Regions from separate parts of the Bombyx mori genome. Here region 2 is linked to region 1. The links are chromatin contacts, called in public Hi-C maps. All regions are on one chromosome and are shown on one strand. The core of a region is the stretch at or near the end of the contact, and the rest is flanking DNA. Distances in the headings are between cores, read along the strand shown. Region 1 holds the start of LOC101739184 (teneurin-2). Region 2 overlaps LOC101739184 (teneurin-2).

Region 1 (5,799 bases), core at 1,872-4,371:
GTCTAACTATTATAGTTATGCCGTAATAAGTGTTATTTTATAAAAAAAAAAAAACAACGTCAAATATCGTTAGACCCGAGCGGAGCCAGAGCGGGCCGCTTGTAAAAAAAACATGTATCGTAACCGAGCGCTGACTCTTAACACGCCGGAACTTTCTCACATTCATTACCTATTTTAGCAACCGATCCATACTGCTTCAACATTGTTGCAATTATTGACAGCTATTTTTACAAGAGCACCATCTATTCCGGAATCAAACTAAGTGACGTCATTTAATTTTTTTTAATTAGCGAAAATATTGGCTTGCATTGAACCGTTCTGATGTTCTCTTTAGCGAGGCCACGTTCAATTTAAAACGTTCAGAATTCAATAACGTTCATTACCGATTGTAGAGCGTCAAAGATCTTGACCATTTGACCGGAGACCGCTAGTGCATTGCCTCAATTGTTTCATCCTGTCTACTTATTAATTCACAGCTACTTTTTTTTTGCATTCCTCATCATCTACATAGTCAACTGTTGAGCGATAAAAGTTATAATACTTATTAAATTCGTTTTATTTTTCGTGATATTATTTTCAGGTTTAACCTTCGATGAATGTATGGCATAAATTGATGAATCATATGCATTTCAAGTTGTTTTGTTTTTAAACAATTACCTTGTTATTGTTAACTAGTATTTAATATTGCGAACATAGTCGAACACGGATTGGTTTTCAATGCATCAGAGAAAAGTTAGCAGTCGAGTACATTATGACTCGTATGGCCGTCGTATTTTTGTGTATATTCAATGAATAACATTTATATTATTGTTTATAAATCTGCCTTAGCCAACACAAGTATAAACCTAATAACATTTAGAAGTAAACCTTAACTACTAGGTAGGGTCGGAAAAAACACGTGATTTAATTTGTTATGTGGCTTGAAGACCTTCAAGTTAACGAGTACATCCGAAATGGCATGTCTTGGATTAGTAAATCAGAACAGGTATCAGTGGAAGAACTTAACTTAGTAAACAAGCTTATTACTACTGCTATTTGATGGAGAAATATTAGATATAGCTCCAGATGACCTCAATCCGTCAGGTCATTTTCACGTAGTATGTAGCCGAGTCCCTGACACTGACACGTTGTTCTACTATTAGAGCCTGACAAACAGACTTACTGGTGGAAAGACCTCTTGTATTACTGGTGGTAGGACCTCTTGTGGACCATCTAAGCAATAAAAAAATAAAAAGGGCGTTTTGCGAATCCGGACGGGTAGAACTTTCACTGTGCTTATTTCTACCGTGAGCACTAATGCGTTCTGGGTTCAACAGTACGACAAAAAAAGTATATTTGAAAATAACATGAAAACAAGAGTTAACTACTTAACATTCTCTCATCAATTATAAACAAAGGAACTCGGATACTAGTTTGTTTTTGAGACCAGGACACGTGTCGTTAAAAATGTCAATGCCGTCAATTAATGCACATATTTGGTTATATTCACTACAAATCTTTGATAAAGGGGAATACCTATGGAGGTTTGTTCTACTTGCGGGAATATGGAAAATTTCAGTGATTTCAGTTTATGAACCTTCATACAAATGATTTAGGTATACTTTCCCTCGTTCAATTACATTTTAGATTGATACTAATCATTTTGCTCTTGATCATAGATTCAGCAGTAGCCCATGTAAGTACGGAGAAGCGCGTAATAGAGACAGAGTAAAATTGTTGTAATTTTTGCAAAAAAAAAAAAAAAACTCCGCTAACGGAATTCTAACTATAGGTATTTCCGAATAAAAAATATTCTTAGAACCACTCGTCACAGTAGTGAAAGTACATCTATCTCATTGGATGATTATAAAATGTCTGTTGTATAATGCATTTATCTTGTGTATGATGTGTTTTTCCCCGCACACAATCAGCCTCTGGAATTAATGACACTTCAATGCCGTAGAATTCGTGATTCCGTGGTTTTCCCACGTGATATATTTCTGTTCAAACTAGGCTTAAGGAAATCGTTTTATGATCGGTAGCGTAGCATCGTGGATGTGTACGCAACACCCTAAGCATAGAGTATGTAAAAGAAACGGTGGTTGGACATATTGTGGGGAATTAACCCCCCGGCAACTTTCTGCCGCGTCGCAATCGTGCGTTCCGGCTTAAAAATGGAGGTTTTATGGCGGCTGGCGGCTGGCAACATTTATATTGTGTTAACTATGGATTCAGGAAACCATCTAACACAAAATGCAAGATGATGAGTTGATCGATCACCCACCTACGCAATAAAATAAAAAATAAAAAACTTAAAATCAATGTACGCAGCTATCTCTATTTTCTTACCAAATAAAATATCTTAGTATAATAATTAATAATTCAATAAATTTTCGTATTTTTTGACACAAAATAGATTAGTCTATCCCGTCTATCTTACTTCCGGTGTCTGTAGATATGAAAATTATTTGTTGAATTGTAGAGCATTAGATGCATTTTCTAAATCGTGTTTACGCGTTTGAATGTTTTTTTTTAATTATTAATTTTATCGAGTACAAGGTTAATAATGTATGATAAGTTATCAAAAAAAGAAGGAAAAGAAAGAAATACGTATTTTTTAAACAATCTAGAAAAAAAGTTTTAGACCGCCAAGACTAATAACTATTGTTTTGGTTACATAATATTTTTCGTTTAATAAAAGAAAGAAACAGCAAATCGAATTAAATATTCTAATCGTGAAAAAGACAGTACATATGCCTAGCGATTTTTTTTCAATAACCTCTTAAATTAAATTTTAAAGATTTCGGGTAGTTGGTACATTGGTGAAATGAAATCGAAAAAAAAAAAAAAAAAAATTCAGAAAAAACCAAATCTCTTACCCCTGATAATTTACACCAATAACCGCCTTTTTGGATACACATATCGCAATTCGCATTTAAATTTCGTTTCGCGAAAACAATTTGAATTGACACTATCACTAGAAACCACACTCGCGCCATTGCTGTCCACTTATTTCAAAATTAAAATAATATGAAATAATTAAAAAAATATACAAGATTTCGGAATTTCGTTCGAAATACAAAAAAGCGTGCGCGCGCGATCCACAGCGGCCCACCACAGACTGTAGAGTAAAGTCGACTGTCGACCTTTTGTTTTGTCAGAACGGTCTCTCAGTGGTCGCCCCGCGTCACAGATGAATCACTCAAGATACAGTCGCTTCTGAAATTCGCGGAAATCGCATATCACGTATGTTGTAGGTAGGTATGTACGTGTCGTAAGAATTTATCATTAATTTTTCTTGTCGTATCTGTTGGCAACCTGAATTTTGCTGATGACAATTTAAGTGGTTACCAGTGCCCGTAAACGTCGTGAATTCTCTTACCCTGGGTAATTAGGTAAACATTTCAACGGTTGTCCTGTTTAAAAAGGAAGTAGCTTCTATTTGGGCAGTATGAAAAAAAAAGTAGTTCTTCATCTTGTATCGCTTCTCCAGTCCGAACGTAGCCGGAATAGCTGCTTCGACTACCGTCGATTAGATAGGAATAAATTAAATAAAAAATCATTTCCTTAGTGCGATTAGATTTTTTGTTTTATTTATTGCGTAGATGGGTGGATGAGCTCACAGCCCACCTGGTGTTAAGTGGTTACTGGAGCCCATAGACATCTACGACGTAAATACGCCACCCACCTTGAGATATAAGTTCTAAGGTCTCAAGTATAGTTAGTAGTATAGTAAGATGTTACCTCATTCTTGTAAATGCACTTTTTTAAGCATCGAAACATGTCTACAGATGCACAATGTATATACCCAAAATAGTATTTTTACAATCAACTGCAGCGGGAGTTGTATTGGGTTAGTTTAACGTGTAGGACATTTTCCCTTGAACTGGCTTGTGATGATGACCGTTTATAAAATAAAAAACTGTAAATTCTTTAGTTTTTATTTAAACCATTATTATTTTATAAGGAATAGCGACCCGCCCTCGCTTCGCTTCGGAAACATTAAAACACACATGAAAACAAAAAAAAAATTTAAAAATTTAAAAAAAGTAGCCTATGTTCATCAGGGACAATTTCGGCTTCTAATGGAAAAAGAATTTTTCAAATCGGTCCAGTAGTTTCGGAGCCTATTCGAAACAAACAAACAAACAAATCTTTCCTCATTATAATATTAGTATAGAAGTATAGATATAGATTAAAATGCGCTTACAGTATGTAAAGTATCTCGATAACTTTTTAAGTATCTGATTGACAATCAAGGCATTTAAAGTCAGCTGTTCTAAATTTAAATGTAGATATTTCATAATTAATGATTTCCACGCTGTTTTTAATTAACTAGTGCAATACAACAATCCTTGGCGGTGAATGTCGCAAAATCTATGAAATTAAAAACTTTTGTTTGTAGAAAAGAGACAAGGAGATAAATTAATTAAATTATTCAACAAATGTAAGTGTATCTCAACTTTATAAACTAAAACCTGGTACTTACGTTCACCCTGAAACTAAATCTAAGCATATAGCTAACATAATAAGTAGGAAAAGGTTTAATAAATTTGAACGCACGTGTTGTCATTTTTATTTTTGGTAAATTCGAGATGAGTACGGTTCATTTATTTTTATCTTTGATTGCTTAGGTTAGGCTCACGATCCACCTGGTGTGTGGTGGTTACTGGGGCCTATAGACATCTTTAACGTAATGTCGCCACCTACCTTGACATAATAATATGAGTTGTAAGGTCTCAGTTTTATAGTAAAACGGCCGTCCCAATTTTCAAACGGAAATGTATTTACTGCTTCACGGCAGAGATAGGCAGGTTTGTGGTAACCACCCGTGGGAACTCACAAGTCGTCCTAACACCAGTAGGTAATTGCGCAAATTATAATTTTGCGGATTTGATTTTTACTACACGATATTATTCCTTCACCGTGGAAGTCAATCGTGAACATTTTTTAAGTACATACGTATTTTATTAGAAAAATTGGTATTTGTCTGCCGAATTCGAACACCGGTGCATCGCTAAATACGAATGCACCGGACGTCCTATCCTTTAGGCCACGACGACGATCATTTGGATCCTTTGCGTTTAGAGACAGATATCAGTTTTCGCTACGTCTTGTGTTTGCGCCATTGGAACAGTGTTCATTTCTACTTTCGGGACCATTAGGTACATTCATTCATATCTAACGAGCTTTAAAAAAGTTTTGCCACCACGGAACTCTGGACTGTAAGGATTCTCCTCCTCGAGGTTTTTCGAGTAATATTCCATATCTGTTCAGAGAAACTTCTAAAATATTTCTTAAAATGCTGAACGTCACGACGGGCGATATGTGTTCACGGTAGAGTTTCCCCCTAGGATCGCACCAATATATTAAGAATATGTATTTCAAAAACTTTGAAGTGTTTTTTCGCAAATATTTTCAAGAAATAACTCAAAAATAACGGGTGACTTACAGAAACAATCGATACTTATTATTTTTCTTGGGTTACTTTCATTGGGTTAGGCATGGTTTTTGTTGTTTTTAGGAAGGACGGAGTATTGGTGGCCGGGAGGCCTTTCCAGTGTCTTCACGACAGGTTGGCGAGCACAGGCTCAGCCAGAAAGGGTGGAATTTGCTAACAGTCTCCCGAGCACCTCCAAAGGAGATCTAACAACTCAAGAGCAGCTGGTTTCTAGTCGCGCCTTCAACTTGTTAACGGTAATAGCTCGGTTATGCTCTTAACATCGCTGACGTCTAATATTTGATCAGTGATCTAGGAATACTTGGGTATTGATGGAAAGCTGTTATCAATAATGTGTATAACATAACACAGGTATTAAG
Region 2 (5,665 bases), core at 973-3,472, 47 kb before region 1:
AAAGTAGCGAAAAAACGGCTCGTTATTAAGGATAATGCATAAAACAATAATTAAAATTAAAATAATTAGTGTTAATCGTAAAAATAATGAAATCGTTAAATTTGAATTTAATTCTACATTTGGAAATCGGTAAAAATCAAAGTTACCAATTTTTCTTAGAAATGTTTACGAATTGATTCCACATTGAAGGAATAAACAGTAAATAAAAATGAAACCCCAAAAAAAATGCATAATTACTGGTGGTAATTGTGAGCCTCCACGTGTAGCTACCACCACCGTACGTACCTATTTCTGCTGTGAAGCATTAATGCTTTTAGGTTTGAAGGGCGGGGGAGCCGTAGTTAAAAGTGAGACCTTATAACTCATGTCTCAAGGTGGGTGGTGGTATTTACGTTGTAGATATCTATGGGCTCCAGTAACCACTTAACATCAGGTGGGGCGTGAGCTCGTCCACCCATCTAAGCAATTAAAAAAATCTATATATTTATATTAGATTATTCGATTTATATTCTGAATAATATTATACCATATAACGGCATATTATTATGAATTGTCGCTCCGCAAATAGATCTGTGTTGTACTTCTCAGACAAATAGATGACGTCAATTGAATCAAATGAATTCTCGGTGCGAATATTTAGCAAATTGTAGATCGGTTACTCGCATTTGAACCGTGTTCCCGACACTCGGCGCTACGTGTGTGAGAGGTCAAGTTTTAAACCGTCCACGTTCACTGAACTCTCTAAGTGAGGTCACAAAAAATATATTTAAAAAGCTCTTGTATACCTTTCACGTTGATGTGTGTTAAAGAGGTTTTGAGGAATTCGGTGTTTTTTTTGTTGTTGTTGTTGTAATATGACTCTTACGGATTCTTTAGGAGATGACAATAGCGGATACCGGTGCCCGAAAACATAACAACGTAGGCATCGTTTGCTCACCGTGAAATATGGCGTCAAATTCATAAATGTGTTGTACAATTAATATAACGTTCATAAAACTAGAACTAATGACTGCTTCGTGGCAGAAATAGACAGAATGGGGTACATACTCGATCGGGCTCGCAAGACCCTTCGCAACCGTTTCAGGCTTGATAGCGATGTTAATTAGTGTTAATTCATTAATTACAAAATCCTTAGAAATTACATTTTATAGAAGGATTCAGAACGTTGACTAAATATATTAAATTCACCATACATCTAATTATGTTAAAGGAAATTCAATACAAAAATGTGTAATTCAGAAGAATTGTAACTTGAAGTTTCAGATGTGGGATAGAGAGGGTTTTTTACGAATGACAATAAAACAATTTCTGTATAAGATTACGTCACAGCCAGTAATGTACGTGGTAGAGAAATTTTCCTACTATGCACCTCTGTGCTCACTGTTCTTTATTTAAATTTTGAATTGTTACGTCATATTTGTTTTTAAATTTCGAAGCTGCTTTTATGGAATAAAATTTTTAATAAAAAAAGGAACCTACACCTAGAGTAGAGTAGAGTAGATTAAGGTTTATTGTACTAAGGACTTCATACAATTTATAGTACTAGTGGTCCCGTAGTAGTCGAAATTCGACTAATTTATTGAAATTATAAGTTTGTACACTACTATACTTCTATAATCACAAATTTCGCCAAGACTACACTATAAAAAAATATTAATAAAGACAAACAATATTTAATCTATTCTCAATTTGACCACAGACGTCAAGAATAAAAGTTTGACAACAAATAAATAGTATGCATGCGTGTGTGTGTCCAATACATATTAGCATGGGTAATGTTTTCTTTATTGATTTAATGTATCTTTTATGCATCATTTAAAAAAAATATTAGTATTGTGCACTTCTTCTCTATATTCTCTATAAGTGTGGGAAATTTCATACTCCTCCGACCGTTTTCGGAAAAAGGGATACAAAGTTTTTGCTTCACGTATTAATATATAGATTTCCGATTATCTTCGTCAACAGTAGTTTTTCTAGTTCAATCCGCAACTTATAATGAATCTAAGATAAAATTCCCTAAGATAAAATCGGCTTTTATAACCAAACCAATTACACGCTTGCCTTATTCAAACGAATATAGTGTTTGTATAAATAAAGCGTTAAGTTAAAGCAAGTGACATTAATTCCTTATCTACATTCAGTGGCTGGTGGCAGTGCTTATTGATTTATACTGCGGTATAAATTATCGCAACGACGACGCTTTATCGGACTGTAGAAGTATTGGTCGAGCTGATATTAATTGTGTGAGTACGTCGTCGGGATGTTTGTTTGTGTTCGTTGCGAGTGTTGTATGAGCCCCAAATTAGGTAAACAATTTATTACCTATAGGTGAATCAGCTCAGTACTAAGTATTTCGACTTAGTTTTAAGTGATCACCGATGCTCATAGACATTTTAACATGAATGCTCCCATCTTGAGATGTAAGGGTCGAAAAATCGCTTGTGTTGTTAGTCTCACCCTTCGTATAAGAAAACAGTACTGCTTTACGACATAAATAAATTAGTAATGCTATACCAAGCTAAGTTGATTAATTTGGTATTAAGATACTTAGTAGTGCAGTGACCGCTACTTACAAGATCAAATGACAATAAAAATGTAATAAATAATATTATGTGTCTATAACTAGACTGTCAATTTTTTATGCATACTTGTCACAACTTGAATTTCTGGTTTGAGAACTCGATTATTCGATATTAGTTTCATTTCGCCTGACTCGGTGGTACAGTTATTAGCACCTCTGACTATGGCGCCGAGGGTCGCGGGTTCGATTCCCACATCCGACAAGCTTAAGTTTAAGTCAATTACATTGATGTACGCTGAATTCTGTAGCTAATATTATATTCAATACTTGTTTCGACGTAACTTTACCACTCACGAAACAGACGTTATTCTATACCAGGGGTTCCCACCAAACTTAATTTGTCTACTACCCACTTTAAGAATAAATTATTTTTTAGCGTCCCCCTTTTTTAACCTACTTAGAAACCACTATAGCGAGAGCTCAATCGGTGTCTAAGAGTCCTCCTAGACGAAATTACAAATCGCCTTCCAAGCCCCTACACAACGCCCCTTTTTTTTCTGGATCTCTTACCGCCCCCCTTTAGGCCTGCAGCGCCCACAAGTGGGCCTTCTCGCCCACTTTGGGTAAGGTTGTTCTATACTATTGAAACTTCCAACTCATATCTCAAGTGAATTATCAATCCGTTCGCCTATCAACGAAAACAAACCTTGTACTCTACTTGGATACACATAAAATACGTTTTAGTTACAATCTGTTTATGATATGGTGTAACTAGTGAGAGGCTTCGTGTTATTGCAGGCCACTTCCACGCCGGTTCAAGGTTGTACGGCAAAACTAATTGACTACCCGTTGTTGATTTCTTTCGATTCGTAAAGGCTTTATTATATTTTTTACTGATCACTTTTTTTTTTATTGTCCTTGTAGGCAGTCGAGTATACGGTCCACCTGATGGTGAGCGGTTACCGTCGCCCATGGACTTCAGCAATGCCAGGGGCAGAGCCAAGCCGCTGCCTACCGCAATATAGACTGTATTCTAGATATCACTATATTCTTCCGTTTGGAGCTGTGGTGCGTAGAAGTAAGGAGAACCGTCTCAGTGCATTAAAAAGTGCTTGCTCGCTGAAAGAGGCCAATTAAGCTGACGCCATAGTAGCAAGTGGAAAGATTTGAAAAACTGAGCTCAAAGTAGGATATTAAATTAAGAATGAAAGAAACACGTCCTGGTTTTAAATACTGCATATTTTTTAACTACACAACTCACGACAGATATTTAATTTGTCAACCCAACACACTTGACTCTATTTAAAACGGCTATATTCATCTATACTAATATTATAAAGCTGAAGAGTTTGTTTGTTTGAACGTGCTAATCTCAGGAACTACTGGTTCCATTTGAAAAATTCTTTCAGTGTTAGATAGTCCATTAATTGAGGAAGGTTATAGGCTATATAACGTCACGCTAAGACCAATATAAGCGGAGTACCAATAAGGAATGTTTCAAAATCGTTTTTTTTTTTCCCTTTTGAGAGCTTCCGCTGCGTGCGCTGCAAAAACGGTTAAAGTTTCGCTAAAATAATGTATGACAGAATTGTTCCCCTTTAAAAGATCTAAAAAAAAGTCCGCGCATGTCTATATGTTAAGGTTGACTCACTATAAATTATATAAATATTTATATTATAAATTATATAAATTATATAAAAATAATTATATAAATTGTAAGAATGGTTCACGGAAGCAAACTAAAAAGAACAATGATATTTCTTTTCATCGGTAAGTAGTGTTTTGATAGGAAAACAGATTTTAAGAAGGGCGAAAAAGGGTGTTGCGGGAGGCGCGCGGGTGGGTTCACGCAGCATGCGTTCCCGCACCCCCCACTTCCGACCTTCTCCGCATTGGAGCTAGTGCTGTACCACGTTATACTCGAATATTATGTAATAACATGGCTTTTTTATTTCTTGTTGGCAAATAAATGGGTGACAGCAGTAAAAAGACCGAACTGGGAGCCCAATATCTGGAATTTTATCTGCTCCATGCATTTAAATGCTTCATCCTTTTATGAAACGAAAAGTAGACTACGCAAGCTGGTTGAAGGTGCAATACCAGAGGTAAAACTTGAAGTAAGATTATACTGATTTTCAAGGGATTAAACAAGTATTTTGTGTTTTCGGTCGTTAATTATACATAGTATAGTCAAATAATTACATGTTCGCGATTTTCTCAAAGTGTAATTGAATATGCAATTTCGAAAAAGGCACATCTCTGAAAATGTAAAATGTTCAGGAAATGAAAAAAACTGATTATTTTCTAAAGCAGTGTAAAATTTAAAATATTAACTTTTGATATATATTTTAGTGTTAATTAGCAATTGAGCATTACTGGAATTATTATAAAATGGGTGTAGGTAAGCCTCAAAACTACTACATGTATATGAAAAAACGTATTTGACAAAATATGCGACATGGACCCTTTTCCAAATTGCATATTCAATTACAATGGTCTTTATAACATAATATGAATATAATCCTTCATATTATATTAACATTTCTTAAAACTAAAGTTTCATCATTTTTTGTAGAAAAATAACATTTGTGTTAATTACTTTCTTATTTCTTCTTCATCGACCATTCGGCATAAGCCTAATGTAAAATCTTCTATTCTTTTCTATGCTTCGCTTACTATACTTGCAGTTTTTTAATGCCATTTGTCTTTATTTAAAACTTAATCTAACTAAATATTACTTTTTTTTAGGATGAAACAAAAAATAATCTCGCGGTATCAATTAGAAGAGAAAAAATTGTGGAGCAATCAATAAGTGAACCGTTGTCGAGTCCATCTACGCATGATATTGTTGTGCCTTCTATGAGTATATGGGCGCAAACGCCACCATTGGCAATAATTAACATAATAATATATAGTTTAGTTTATTCTATATTAATATTTATTTATTATTAACAACAAAATTGTTATTCTACCATATTTAATAATTAGCAGACACTGTTTTGATGTGAAAATGTTCAGAATATGTTTAATGTTTGTATTATTGTTTAAAAGCACAAATATTAATAATAATTTATATTATAATTAACAGTACTAATAATTTAATTAAGTATTGTAATTGTTATGCAATGATGTTGTTGGCGCCAT

Evidence for each region. Hi-C and Micro-C count contacts between places; a contact is called where the count stands out from the background.
Region 2: a Hi-C map of middle silk gland shows a contact between it and region 1, with 2.7 times the contacts expected there. The contact joins the enhancer-like site here to the promoter of LOC101739184 in region 1. A contact is called at or near these places in 4 of 7 Hi-C or Micro-C datasets (middle silk gland, posterior silk gland and whole pupa).

Annotation. Positions count from the first base shown.
Region 1 is chr4:4,668,428-4,674,226 of ASM3026992v2, reverse strand. It overlaps LOC101739184 (teneurin-2), which reads right to left and starts at 3,121. Exons shown (of 9, transcript XM_038021826.2): 1 at 2,859-3,121. The coding sequence starts at 2,978.
Region 2 is chr4:4,714,193-4,719,857 of ASM3026992v2, reverse strand. The region is part of intron 8 of LOC101739184 (teneurin-2); the gene reads right to left. Among protein-coding and RNA genes, the nearest start is that of LOC101739184, 46 kb to the right of the region's middle. Within about 2 kb of position 2,222, at least 6 of the 8 cell types and tissues checked have open chromatin away from gene starts, as enhancers often do.